2 separate regions of the Sus scrofa genome follow, and region 2 is linked to region 1. Evidence: chromatin contacts called from public Hi-C data. All regions are on one chromosome and are shown on one strand. Each heading gives the region's core, a stretch centred on a gene start, on an enhancer-like site or on the middle of the called end of the contact. The rest is flanking DNA. Distances are from core to core; before and after follow the strand shown.

What was found. Hi-C and Micro-C count contacts between places; a contact is called where the count stands out from the background.
Region 2: a contact with region 1 is called in a Hi-C map of liver, with 4 times the contacts expected there. The contact joins the promoter of C5H12orf29 here to the promoter of TMTC3 in region 1. A contact is called at or near these places in 1 of 5 promoter capture datasets (liver) and 5 of 47 Hi-C or Micro-C datasets (heart right ventricle, liver and skeletal muscle).

Annotation. Positions count from the first base shown.
Region 1 is chr5:94,380,387-94,387,636 of Sscrofa11.1, forward strand. It overlaps TMTC3 (transmembrane and TPR repeat-containing protein 3), which reads right to left and starts at 3,880. Exons shown (of 14, transcript XM_021092778.1): 1 at 3,613-3,880. CEP290 (centrosomal protein of 290 kDa) reads left to right here and starts at 4,011. Exons shown (of 55, transcript XM_021092777.1): 1 at 4,011-4,162; 2 at 4,798-4,927; 3 at 5,080-5,157; 4 at 6,416-6,485; 5 at 7,025-7,071. The coding sequence starts at 4,826.
Region 2 is chr5:94,486,368-94,493,617 of Sscrofa11.1, forward strand. It overlaps C5H12orf29 (chromosome 5 open reading frame, human C12orf29), which reads right to left and starts at 3,209. Exons shown (of 7, transcript NM_001243635.1): 1 at 3,046-3,209; 2 at 1-17. The coding sequence starts at 3,135. C5H12orf50 reads left to right here and starts at 3,347. Exons shown (of 14, transcript XM_021092780.1): 1 at 3,347-3,428; 2 at 3,814-3,936; 3 at 5,900-6,186. The coding sequence starts at 6,157.

The DNA of each region.
Region 1 (7,250 bases), core at 2,630-5,129:
TTCAACAGTACAATACGGAAAAAAACCTATAGGAAAATTTTACATGAAATCTGTGAATTAGCCTGGAAAGGAAGGTCTTCTCGGCTCAATAATTTCATGATTATATCTTCCTCAATAAGTAAAACTTTGGACTGCATGGTTTGCAAAGTCTGTATTCACACTGACTCCTACTTATCTTTCCAGTCTCCTCATGTTGAAAGAAGACAAGTATTTGCTTGCTGCACAGTGATTCCTCTCCATGAGAACGAGACAAAACAAAATATTTACTGTTCACAGTGGAGACCACACTTCTCACAGCCATGTTTTATGTTAGAAGCTTGAAAAGCTGCCATTCATTTTCTTGATAAGGCAGCATAAAAGGAATAGAAATAACATCTAGAATATAGGTTGATTGGGTCAGAGAACAGAGGTAGCAATTATAAAAGGCAAGTCTTTCTTGTGAAATGATTTTGGTTAGATAAAACTGCTCATAAAACCACAGAGATGAAAGAAGGCAGATCCAGACAAGTGTTCCTGCTTAGTAATGCCATTTATAGAATTATCGGATACTTTCTTTTGGTGAAAATTGACTGATTCAGAAAACCTCGGAAAAATAATGGTATGGTGGCGTTTCAGTGATTTTCCTGAAAGTTACATGTAGTGAGTGACTGAACTAGAACTTGAGTTAAATTTCTTGGTTTACAGTTAAGCACTAACACACTATAGTGCATTAGAACCTAGAGCTTAGCTAACTTGTTTCCTACTAAATCCCCAGTGTCAAGGTCAAACACAGTGCATAAGCTCAAAAATACTGTTAGAATGAGTAAAATAATAAAACTTAAGCAAGAATTTGTATTTAGTCAGGACTATATAATTAAGATCTGGGTTACAACCTTTGCTTAACTATTAGGAAATTACTTAGGTTCTCCGAACCTGTTTTCATTTCTGAAAAATGAAAAAACTTATCATAAAGCCAGGAACATGGAGTTCCTGAGAATACAAATATGCATGAGAAAGTAAAGGAAGTAAGGGCAGAAAACATTAATGCAGCCAAAAAGAAACTAGTAAATAAATAAATAGAAAATAACAGTTGTAATGAATGAAAAAACAAGAAGAAAAATAAACTGCTGAAGTAAAAATAACAGATTACTACTACAGTTTTAAGCATAGTAAGTGACATAATAATTGCTCCAGAAATATTTGCTTTCATCTCTACCTTCCCCTGCTAAGTCATGCATTAAAAATACTGACATGGAGAATATATAATTCAAATTTTTGAGTAAACAAAGTTACATAATTAGAATATGATGATATTTAATATAGACAGCAAGACCAAAGAACACGCACTTAACAAGTACTGGTTACCACTGTGCCTGAAAAGGCAGTACAGCAATTATGAGTATGTCCTTTAGCCAAAAAGATTTGTGTTCAGTCATACTATTTAAGTTTGAGCAGAGTAACTAGCCTCTCCAAGCCTCAGCTTCTTAACTTAGTTGGAAAATGAGGACAATATAAGCAGCTATTTTATTGGATTATTATGATGATCAAATGAAATAATGAAAAAGCTATACTAATCAAAATTGTTCGCAACTGGCATAAAAACAAACACACAGACTAAGAGAACAAAACAGAAGGCCAGAAATAAAGGAACCAAGAATATACAGTAGGGAAGGAATAGTCTCTTTAATAAATGCTATTGGGAAAGCTGGAGAACCACACGCAAAAGAATGAAACTGAGCCCCTATCTTACAATGCTCCCAAAAATCTACTCAAAATGGATTACAGAATTGAATACAAAACCTAAAACCATAAACTCTGAGTAGCAAAGCTAGGGGGTAAGTTTCCTGACATTGGTCTTGGCAATGCTTTTTTTGGACTTGAAACCAAAGGCAAAGGCAACAAAAGCAAAAATAAGTAAGTGGACCTATGTCAAATGAAAAGCTTCCACACAACAAGGGAAATTATTAACAAAATGAAAAGGCAACCTACGGAATGGGAGGAAATATCTGCAAAAACCTATCTGAAAACAGGTCAACAGTCCACATATAAACAACTCACACAACTCCACAGCAAATGAACAAAATCTGGTTAAAAAATGGGCACAGGAGCTGATCCCAAAGAAGACAGAGAAAGGCCAAAAGGTACATGAAGAGGTGCTTACCATCCCTATTCATCAAGGAAACGCAAATCAAAACTACAATGAGATTTCCAATTACTTCACACCTGTTAAGAATGGTTAGCATCAAAAAGACTAGCGGTAACGAGCGTCAGGATGGGGAGAAAAGGGAACACGTGAGCACTGTTGGTGGGAAGGTAAACTGATGCAGCCATCGCAGAAAACAGGTTCCTCAAAAAATCAAAAATAACTAAGATACTACCCGGCAATTCCACGTCAGAGAATAGATAGGAAGAAAACAAAATCACTATTTTGAAGAGATACTTATTCATTTAGCAATCTTTATAGCAGCCGACTCATGGAAACAACCTAAGTTTCAATAGATGGCTAAAGGAATAAAGAAAATGTAGTATATGCACACAATGGAGTATTTTTATTCAGCCATAAAAAAGGAACTCTTACCCCCGGTGACACCGTGGCAGCAAAGAAGGACCATGAGGGCATAACGGTAAGTAAACTCAGATAAAGACAAATATTGTGTGATCTCATTTCTATGGAATCTAAAAAAACTGAATTGATAGAAACAAAGACCAGACTGGTTAAAAGATACAAACTTTCCTTTATAAGATAATTTCTGGGGATACAACGTACAGCACGGCTAATAGGTTAAAGTACAGTGTTCAAGTGTCTCACCTTTCAGTAAAGGACGAGATAAATTTATCATCCCTACAAATGTGATGAATGTGTTTAAACATATCTCACAAAATCACTACATGTATTTTCATTTTGAGTTATAGCTACTAAACCGTTTGGAAAGAAATCCATTACTTTGGAACGTAAACTTCAGTATCAATTACAGGGGAAAAAATAAAGTTCTTAAAAAAAAAGATAAAGACGGAGAGGCACTGGTTCAAGAGCAGAAAATGTCATTTGGATTTCAAGTTTACAGCTTCTTAAGAAATGGTGCATTATACTCCAGAATGGCTGGGAGCGGCCCCAAGAGCAAAACTTAAACACACCTGAGAGCTGGCAACACCTGAGAAGGCGTTCACACGGAAGGACATCCTCGGTCACCAAGCCAAGTGACCGCAGCATCCTGGGGGCACCTGAGGCCCCTCCTCTCTCCACCCTGAGTTCTAAAGCTCCCCCTTTAGAGCCTTCGCTCTCCGTACAAGCTCCTCAACCCTCAAGTCCTGAAATCCGCGAAGGTGAGGTGCCACAGGGAAGGGGTCCGGGGCCAAAGGATGCGGTGCCGTCTTCTCCATTCTCCCCTCTCCCTCCAACCGTGATCGCGGCCCTCCCTCCCCTGTGCGGAGACAGATCCTGATGCCCACGAAGGCAAACTTTTTCTTCTGATAGAGGGCACCACCTGGGGAGTCGCCGGCGAACGCCCAAGGAGAGGGCGGGGTCGCCCCACCTCTTCGGACCCGGGCCGGGCCCTCCGGTCCCCCGAAGGCAGGAGCTTCTCTCCGCCCCGACGGCGCCTCCCCCGCCGCCGACCAACAGCCCGACCTCACCTGGGAGCGGTCCCACCAGGGGATGGCTTAGAGAAACCTCAGGAGGAGCGTCCCAGCGAGCGACGCCACCGAAGGCACGGTCATGGTCTACCTTGTTCAGGTCCCCGGCGCAGACACGCCTCAGCCGCTCCGCCTCCGGCCTCCGGATGGTTCCCCCGCCGCCCGGGTGCGGGCGCAGCCTCCCGCGCTGCACGCCGGGAACGGCCTACCTCCACTTCTCAGAGGCTTCAGGGTCCTGGACGCCCCAGCCGCCCAGCCGAACTGCACTCTGGGACTTGGAGTCCGCATCCCACGCCTTCTCCCCGCTCTTAACGCAGAGTCCCGGGACCCCGCGGGAGAATCTAAACGTAAAGCATCGCCCACCGTCGTGAAATGTAGGCGCCGCTGGCATCCGGGCTCTTGTTCCGGCCTCGGTGGGGTGGGGAATGGTGTCGCCTAGCAGCCGCCGCCGCTGTTGCTGGCTCTGCACGAGTTGGCGGGATCCAGCGTCCGATGGGATTGGAACCGCCCGGGGCCAGAGCGGTTGGGCGTGGCGGCGGGGCTCGTTTGGGTGGGTGTGGGAGCTGGTCGCCAGGCCAGGTGTAGGTGGCTAGATCCTAGTGAGCGCGAGCAGATTCTCTTCCCACGCAGGATCTTTAAGGCTCAAGGCCCTAGTGCTTCCCCGCCCCTTCCTTCGCCTTAGGTCCGCAATCTGGCTGCTTTTCTCTCGCTTCAGCCCTGGTTTTCTCGACCCAGCTGCGCTCATTTCAATCATTTATTTCCTCTCTTTCTCTTTAAAACAAGCAGACACACACACACACACTCCTAGGTCCTGTTTGTCCGGATCGGGAGTAAATTTCTGACTTCCAAGCACCCTCTCTCTTGGCGACATTAGATGTTCCCGCGCCTTGCTGGTAAGGGAGGGCTTAGAGGAGGGGGACTCGAAATCTTAGTTCTGACTTAGATTAATTTAAGCGTGGAAGCCGTCGTGGTGTATTTAGCCTATAAAATACCTGAAGATTTGTCGCAACTGCTGTAATTTTGATCCAGGCTACTTTACTTAGACATCCGTTAAACAATTAAGGAGCCATAGCTTTTTGCTAACACCATAAAGAGTTATAATAATGTAATCTGTAAAAACTATAAATTATTGTAAAAGGATTAATGCTGTTTACCTTGAAAATGCTAATACTTGTTTTATTACAGAAGGTAAGGCACAGTGACAAAATTCAAGATGTCACCCAATATAAACTGGAAAGAAATAATGAAAGTTGATCCAGATGAGCTGCCTCGTCAAGAAGAATTGGCAGATAATTTATTGATTTCCTTATCCAAGGTACTTCATTGGTAAATAATGGATAGGTACATACATATAACTACGATTAATCTACATTGGCCCTGAAATCGCTGAAATGTACAATTGGAAGAGTTCTTTTATTTTGCTTAAGGGTTATATAATATGAAGTAGTTGCTTTTCTCTTTATTTAGGTGGAGGTAAATGAGCTAAAAAGTGAAAGTCAAGAAAATATGGTACACCTTTTCAGAATTACTCAGTCACTAATGAAGGTTTGTATGCAGTAGGTTTTAATAATAGCTTTGACTATTACAGTGTAAGAATCTGTTCTTATATATGTTACTCTCTGTGAAAGTACTTTGTGCTATTTAAATAACCACTAAAAAATGGGGTATCCTCAAATGTTGATTAAGAATTTTAGGTGCCAAACAGCTAATTTCTGCTCTCAAGTTATTAAAAGAATGTATAGGGAAGGCAGAATGTGTATGTTTAAAAAAGCATAGGGAAATCCTGTGTTAATTATGTAATGTAATTTGTTAGGTAGCCTACTCTTGGTATTTGTTAGGAGGGGAAGAGATTTAAGTGTGAGAAGACCTTATAAAGGTCAAAGACTGATGAGTAGTTTTAGGTAAGTGTAAGGCAGTGGTAAAGCATTAAGGAGATTCTACAGCTGGAGGTTACCATACATATAAACCTGGGAATAGAAAACAGGCATAATCTTTACCGTTGAGATAAATGCAGAAAGTTTACAGTAGTTTGTAGAGGAAACAAATGTTGGTGTAGTTTGGAATAGGTATATCTTATGCTGTCAGCAATTAATAACCATTAAAAAATTTTGAGCTACCACTGGTAGATACAAAAACATACCTTAAGAAGTTAAACTAGTTATGTTCAAAGGACAAGGTGAAGGGAAGTGAAGCTGTTTGGAAGGAAGTAAAACATAAAATTATGGGTTAGAATAATGAAAATGAGAAGAGAAAAGGAGTTCTCTTTGAGGCTCAGTGGTTAACCTGACTAGTATCCATGAGGACACAGGTTCCATCCTTGGCCTTGCTCAGTGGGTTAAAGGATCTGGTGTTGCTGTGGGCTGTAGTGTAGGTCACGGGTGGGGCTCGGATCCTGAGTTGCTTTGGCTGTGGCTGTGGCTGGCAGCTACAGCTCTGATTTGATCCTTAGCCTGGGATCTTCCATATGCCGTGGGTACGACCGTCCCCACCCCCCCCACCCCCCCCCCGCAAAAAAAAAAAGGGAGAGAAAAGAGAGGCAGGTAGTAAAAGAAACCTTACAAAATGGAAAAGTTGTGATAATAGATATGTCTTAAGTGATAAAGAGGAATCAAAGATGTTAGGAATCTAGAAATTATTGCCTTTGATAAGAAAATCATCTATTCAACAATTATTTGCTGAATGTCTCCTTATGTGAGGCATTTCAGAAACTAAGTATTGGGATAGCAAATTTTAAAGTCTTTATTTTCAGTGCTTGCATTCTAGTGTAAAGTCATTCTGAAATAATTTTTTTTTTAATGTTTAGATGAAAGCTCAAGAAGTAGAGTTAGCTTTGGAAGAAGTTGAAAAAGCTGGAGAAGAACAAGCAAAATTTGGTAAGTGCCTTGGGAAAAATTATTATGGTGTTTTAATAGTGAATTGCATTTATTTACTGAGCCATAGAGAATTAACTTTAATATATTCCATAAAATGTGTATACTGGTTATTTTGAAAGATTTTTCTATAATTCCTATTTCATGGATCAGGTATAAAATCGTTGTTTTCTTAACTTATTACAAACATGATGGAATCTTTAAAAAGAATTAATTTTGGAGTTCCTTTTGTTGCTCAGCGGTAACACACCTGACTAGTATCCATGAGGACATGGGTTTGATCCCTGACCTCACTCAATGGGTTAAGGATCCAGCATTGCCATGAGCTGTGGTGTAGATCACAGATGCAGCTTAAATCTGGTGTTGCTGTGGCTGTGTTGTAGACCGGCAGCTGCAGCTCCAACTTGACCCGGAGCCTGAGAACATCCCTGTGCCCTAGAAAGACCAAAAAAAAGGATTAATTTTATTGTTTTATTGAAATTTATTTAAAAGTTTTTTTTGAGATGACTTTTACCTATTGAAACATTTCTTTTTTTTAATAGAAAATCAATTAAAAACTAAAGTAATGAAACTGGAAAATGAACTGGAGGTATGTTCTTTTATAGTCTTTAGGATGTAATTGTTATAAATATTTTCAATTATTATTTTCAAATTTTTGCTTTGCAGTTAGCTGGAAAAATCACAGGATATTGTGTTTATAATTGTTTGTTCAGTATATATTTCACCTGCCTATGCCTGTACCTTATGTTGTACCAAGGATTGCACATC
Region 2 (7,250 bases), core at 1,959-4,458, 110 kb after region 1:
GCCAAAACTTTAAATGGCTTAAAAGAGAGAAAGAGAGAACTGGTTTAAGACAAAAAGCCTCTAGGCCTTCCCAGACACTCTCACCTAGAGGTTATTCATTTTACTAGTTCTAAGGGTTATCCTTCAAGACAATTAAAGATATTTGTCCCAGGAAGTTCTTACAAATTACCCCCTCCCCTTCTGCGCTATGACAGCCATACATGTTTTCCCACACAAACTTGTAATTACAGTTGACTCCTGAACCACCCAGGTTGGAAGTGCATGGGGCCGCTTCCTCAGATCTTTCTTTTCCCATAGTAAATACTGCAGTACTGCACATTCGGATTTGGCTGGATCCCAGAGGCAGAACCCCGGATGTGAAGACACAGTAATATGAGGGTTTTTCCACTGCAGCAGGGTCCGCACCCCTAACTCTGGTATTGTTCATGGGTCAAGTGTACGCACATGTTTCTTTATCCCCCATAAAGAGCAGGACACAAGGAACCATGTCCCATGCAGAGCTGTATCCCTAGCAACCGTGTTAAGGCGTTAAATTTACCCGACAATTATTTACAAGATGCCTCCTGAGTTAAGCACTGTCCTCAGCACTGGGAAAGAGGTGAACAAAAAAGCACCTGTCTTTGGTAGAACATTCTAGGGAGGGAGACACCAACAGCAAGAAACTGCATAATACAATGTCAGGTATGATAAGTACTAGGAGAAAAACAAATGGGGATTTGTAGCTTTATCCGAGGTAAATAGTTTTTTGCATGTTTAAAGCACAGTTTTTTTACCATCAGGAAGACAAGCCAAAAGAGCATCAAGAAAGGAGGAAAAGACAGTTTCTATGATTCCTACCAACTTGTTAATCTGTAATTTATTTTCATTTCTGAGACTTAGGCCCCTGTTATAGCCTCAATTACCTGAAGTAACATTCATCTTACATAACGTGAAAAAACACTGTACAACATAAACATTATACTGGTGTGATAAGCTTAAGACTAATAAATGAAATACTGTTTCAGAGTCTAGCCAACTTAGGAAATTAGTGCCACTCTGGTCCTTTCTCAGTATTTTTAAGAGAAAACTGAATGGCTGGGGAATTATCACTCACTTATAACACTGGTATCAGAAGATACCAATTTAACCCACGGCAGCAGCGCCAAGGTTTGGCCCAAAAGTTATGTGTGTGGGTGGGAGTGTGGGTGAGTATTTAACTTTATCAAAGATTCTAGGGAGAAGATTATTCCGTGGAGTTTTTGATGAGTACCAATATCCCTTTCACAAGAACAAATTACCTACCACTCTTTGCTAGTGACATGTCCAAAGGACAACAGGAGATGGCAGGAGTACACCGAGTTCTCCTTTTCTCTGTCTCTGAAAACTTTAAATTATGAATGTTTCTGAAAAAAGAAGGCACGTGCATACAAAAGGTAGTAGTGAACATAACTGGGTGGTCCTCTACAGAAATTTCTGGGCAGGGAAATCTCGGGGATAACTAGGCTGATCAAAGCTTTCATGGAGAATGTCTGATTCGAACAATTTAAAACTCTGGAAGTGACCCAGGCAGAGTGCAGAGTGCATAACCCGAGCATAAACAGAAAGAAAGGACTGTGCCTGCTATGTTTACACGATCAGACTTTTTCGAGAACAGAGACCTCACCTTACATCGTCACCTCTGTCACAAACAAGCGTGGCATTTTTCACTGCACTGAGCTCAGACACCTTATCGTGGACCCAACGGGCAAAATTTATGACTGGGCCTGATGAATGCGTGTCCTTGAATTACAGTTAAGAATCTGAACGCTGTGCTTATAAACAAGACTCTACGCTATTTTCAGCGGCAGATGGACAAGAGAAGGGGCTTAGCTTCCTGGTGGAGGGTGCTTTTACAAACTACTCCCCTCCTGCCCCCAACATATAGTTGAAAAATCCCGCTAGAGTGAATCACTATTTGGGAAGACGTTATTTCATATGAATTAAGTCTGTTAGGACTTAAAAAATAAAAGCTTGGCAACTACGGTTACAGACATTTAGTAGCAACTCTGGGGTCCGGACTAGGAAAGAATGTATTGATCTTTCTAGGTGGCAAGAAAGAACAATTACTTACGTATTGCAATAAGCAGGGCATAAAATATTTTGAAATATAATAGTGGTGGCAGTAAGATCTTAAAAGGTAAACCAAGCTGAAGGGAAAACTGGCGTGAAATGACACCAGGGCTCATTCTTTAATGCAGTCAGTATTTACACAGAGCCTACCATGTGTTGGGTCCTAGAAATGGGGCTAGAGATAGTAAGGCTGTCCTGGCCTTAGAGGCCTTTTATTCTGGAAGACACGAAGGCCAGTGTGAATGGTGTTAAGGGGAGGTGGGGACTGATGTCAAATGCACAAGCTGTTTCCTTGTAGGTTGGAAGCACTCAGCCCAGAAGCGGCGATTCTGCTATCAAGGACCTTTCCGTGTAGTAACCAATTATCCCGATACAGGGCCACTGACCAGTATTTGTTAAGGACCCTCTATGTGTAAAACACGGTGCTGAGAGAATAGAAAACCTTGAAATGGGAACACCAAAATCAGCATCGAGTACTTAATTACTGGTCACAAAACTCAAGGTCTCGTCTAAGGACTGAATGAGGGTAGTTGTCAACACGGCCACCGGTTCCCAGGTTGGAACAGGTAAAGTCAGTCTTCTAAAATCTCCACTTAGTAACCAAACTCGTGAAAAGACGTAAAGATTGTTTTGCGGTGATTATATAAAGACTTTAAGGGGCTGTCCTCAAAAGGTGGCAACCTGAGATTAAAGGAACATAATTTAAGACAGGACTTGTCAATTTCCATGAGATGGCAAGTGTGAATCGCCAATTATAAAAATTCCCCCGCAGGTTTCCTCCCGTACAACCAAAAAGGTACAAGAACCTGGACCTCGTGGCCCAGGAGACCCCCACCCTCGAGTACCCACGGACAACTGCAAAAAAGCCCCCAGGCCGGTCCGCAGGGCTGCTCCCACGCGCCTGGGCGCCCAGACCGGGTTCAAACACAGCCCCGCGGGCCCGGCGCTCCTCGGTACCTGATGCTCCCTCTTAGCGGAAGGCTCCTCTTTCACCTCCGTCACAAATACACAGGGCATCTTCCGCTGCACCGAGCCCAGGCGCCTCATAGTGGGTCCACAGGCAGTGCGAGCGGAGAGCTCGCTTCGGAACAGCACTCGGTGGGCGCCAGAAGGACGTGCACAGGCTCAAACCACGCACAACCCGCGCATGGTGCTGCGGCCGCGCTCCCGCGTACCCCGGGCGCCGAGCGTGGCGACGGCGCGCACGCCCGGAAGCGGCCGCCTGGCCCCGGAGCCTTCTGGGAGTTGTAGTGCGGAAGCCGAGGTTCCGCCGTGTGCGCTCCCGCGAGCGTCCCTTCAGCGTTCTGATGACCGTGAAAAAGCAAATATCCGTTTTTGGTGTGTGTACTGGTAGCCGGTAATATTTATGAAAATTAAATGCTATCGAGTGACAAGTAATGAATCATTTCAGGTGGAGATTTAACATCATTTTTACGAAACCAATTTGCCAGTTCCCTTTAATGTGCACTGTAGATGCTTAGAAATATCCGGAGGCATCACAAGGCGAAATGAAAACTAATTTTCTAGGGTAGATATTAGAAAACGCTACAATTCTAACACATGGGGCCGAAAAAAAAAATTTACCGTTTGGATTATGCCTCATTGCGCGGCATAATACGGTCAAAAGTGGGTCTGGTGTTTTTTCCAGAGTGAGTGCAAAGTTTAGCTTTAGAGCCAAATCACACGAATACCAGCAATCAGATTTCAATCTTAATTTTTCCATAGGACTCTCATTTTCCTTAAGTCAACACGAGCTCCAACTAGAGTCCAAATGGCTTAAATACTTGTCGTCAATCAGCTGCAGAGCTAAAAACAGCTTTGGCTTATTACTCAAAAGAATATTGGAGGGTAAGTAATAAGACAAGGACTGGAAAAAAATGTATTAAATATTTTACAATAGTAGCCTTTCTGTCTCCCTGAAACTCGTAGTCCTTCGTAGGGAATTTTGATTTCTGCCTTCGTTTACGTGCTTGACCAATGCCCAGGTCTCGTTTCTGTAACTGTTTAATCGCCCAGCATTTTCCTGATTGACCCCTTGGAAAATGAAAGGATTATATCTCACTTGAAGGTATCTACGTATAAGAATTCCCAAAGAATAAAATATCCCTCAAAAATTTCGCTATTTTTTGGTTGCTGGATTCCGAGGGGAGGGAGAGAAGACGAGATGTGCCGGTTTTTAATTAAACTGCCCTCTGCTTTCTCTTCTCTGGGAGAAAGAAGGAAAGAGTAAGGGGTGGGGGAGGAAAACTGAAGTGAGACCCTGCGACCCGAACCTCTTAGCGTTTCATAGCCAAACACCGGTGACTTTTTGTTTCCCCACAACCATCTTAAAAAGCAGCTCGTTTCATGGGTCTCACAACTGTCATTTCCAAAACTGCCACAGAATCTTTTAGATCCAACATTCTGTCATTTCTGAGAAAAGATCAGCTTCCAAAACATTCCACTTGCAGTTTGAAACGAGCAGCACAGCTGACCGTTTCTCCGGAAATACTCTTTATTTCCAGGGCTTTAACTTCATCCGTGCCCGATGAAAAGCTTCTAGCAGAAACAGGGGAGTCAAACACAGGGGAGCCCCAGGACCAATTCGCAGTGGCGGTCTGGACTCCTACTCTAATGGGTAGCAGCCAGCAGCTTTGCCTGAGCCTCCTAAGTCTGAAGAGCCAGCCAGGAGTGGCTACCAGCCCCGGTCCTTAAACTGGTGTTACAGGATTACATAAACTGGAAGAATTTTTCTCTGATGTTTAGTGTTCTGGCATGCACTAAAGATGAAAGATGCAGTGTGAGTTACCTTGGCCAACACAAAAACACTGAATTTTCAGGCCTAGCCCCGGTTGTGCAGGCAAATTTTTCATAAGTCTTCTCATTACAGGGAGCCAAAATCCCCATGAGTTATGGTTGTAGCTGTCCCTGAAAAGCTAGAATGAATTTTACAACCGAAAAGAAGTGAAGAGAATAAGGAAAGGGGCGGGGGCATGCCAAGAAAGAAAAAAGGAAAGGAAAAGAAAAGAGAGTTGGAAAAAAAATAAAAAGGAGAGGGAAATTAGGGTTCCAGGCATTCTGAAGACTACCAAAATGCATAGGTCTATTTACAATAATAATAATAATAATAATAAATCCCCTTCTGGGTTTGACGTGTTTTTCTTGTTTCTAATGAAGCATAGTTGTTCCAAAATCACTTCAAGAGGTAAAAGCCTTTGCTCAGCCTTTGCCCTCTGTAAAACATGGATTCTCACAATGACTCTAATCATGATGTTAAGATAATCATGCAATAATGGTGTGTGGTAACAATATTGGAAAATAGCCCAGTGCAGTGCAAGTGCATAGGTGGAGAGTGAGTTGATCTGGAGGCAAAGCTCCCTTAAAGGTATTTCTTAGGGGTGTCTCTCCTAGTGACCTATGTGCTTAAGGTGGGTGCATTGTTACGCTAGAGTTAGAAGGTAGGACAAAGCAGAAGTTTTGACACTGGATTTTTCTACGTATCATTGCTAATATTTCCAAGGGTCAAGTTTTTTTTTATCTAGTTCATTTACTTCTAATGAATATTTCTTTTTATTGTTTTCACTTATTTACAGTTATAGGTTAACAACTTTTCTAAATTTTAATTCATTTCCTAGATTTTTATACTAAAGCATTGTATTCAAAAAATTCATACCAACTTAGTCTGTTTTACTTAAGTGGGAATCCATATGCTTCCATCTTTAGTTTCCAATTAAAAGTACACTGAGATTTAAAAATATTTTGATCTACTGTCATCTGTGATCTCTGTGGCACCTTCTAAATTACCTACTAAGAATATTTTTATTTCTTCTAGGTTCTAGTTCTTTTAGTAAAGATACTAAGATGAAGAAAGACCTCAGTAACTATTGATTGAAATGTCTCATTCTGGGAATCAGAGTACTTCATTTTGCTTTCAACAAATTCTCAAAATTTACAAGCGTTCTGGAACCTTTCTGCCGCAGGAAGAAGCTATTCCCCCTTTAATGAAGGATGAAGACTGAATAGAATATAGCTACAAGATGAAGAAGTAGTCCGATTTATTTCCAGGTATTCTTAAATATCGCAATCTGAATGGTTTTTTTCCCAAATCAGTGGATAGCGGTAAGTACATAGTTAAATAATTGTATTTATTACCTTAAAATAGTGATAGCGTATTTACTTATTAAAAATTTTAGTTTTGTTTCCAAGTCATATACAGAAATGAGTTTAGAAAATAATGTACTTGTGAAATACTTAATACTTCTTAATTGTGAAATTCTGAACTAATTTATCTTCCATATTCGATCAGAACATTGAAGTATAAAATATACTATTTCATTTTTACTAGCCTTTTCTGGTTAGTATGCGACAGTTGAGTAAAAGAAATACTATGTAGTATTCACTAAGGTAAACTAGCCTACAGTTAGATGTGAGGTCATTTATGATGAGCCAATAATGGGTTAGGTAACAATGAGGAAAATTCTGGAAGTTTGAGTTTGTGGGCTTACTAGCAACCACTTTCAACATTTCTGCAAAGCTAGAGAAGGTATCTTCTAATTTAAATTTCGTTAAGAAATGTCTATTGTGTAGTATACTGTCAACAGGAGGTCGGTTTTAAAGGAATACTACTGATAGCCTGAAAGACTGTGGAAAAGAAATTCTTTTTTTCCCCTTCCACACTGATAGTTCTTATATTGGCATTCCTGCAATTCTTGTATTAAAAATCACTGGATTAGCATCAAGAGAGTTGAAAAAATGGCAGAAGTTGGGAATGACTGCTATTTCTTTTTTAATTCCACATGCATAAAGGTAAATATTGTACAACCTACGGTATCTCACGTGATTAAGCTTTATGGCAGTAATTTGCATTCTTGAATCAAAATTGACTATTTTCCCACAAAATGTTTTTCATGTTTAAAATCCGAAGTAAAACGTTATCATGTATTTTCGATCTGTTGAATTTCTGTGAGGAAATATGGGAAAATTTGAAATTATCTGACACTACGCTTTATATGCCAGTTACATGCCTATTGACTTTTAAATCCTCAGTGCGGCACTTCTGCCTGTGTTATAGCTCCTTGAAACATTAAGTTCCTGATATTGAAACATTATTGAAACATTATATGATACATCATGCTGTTTTGATTAATGTAATCCCAGTCATATAAATTTGAGTAAATTAAGGT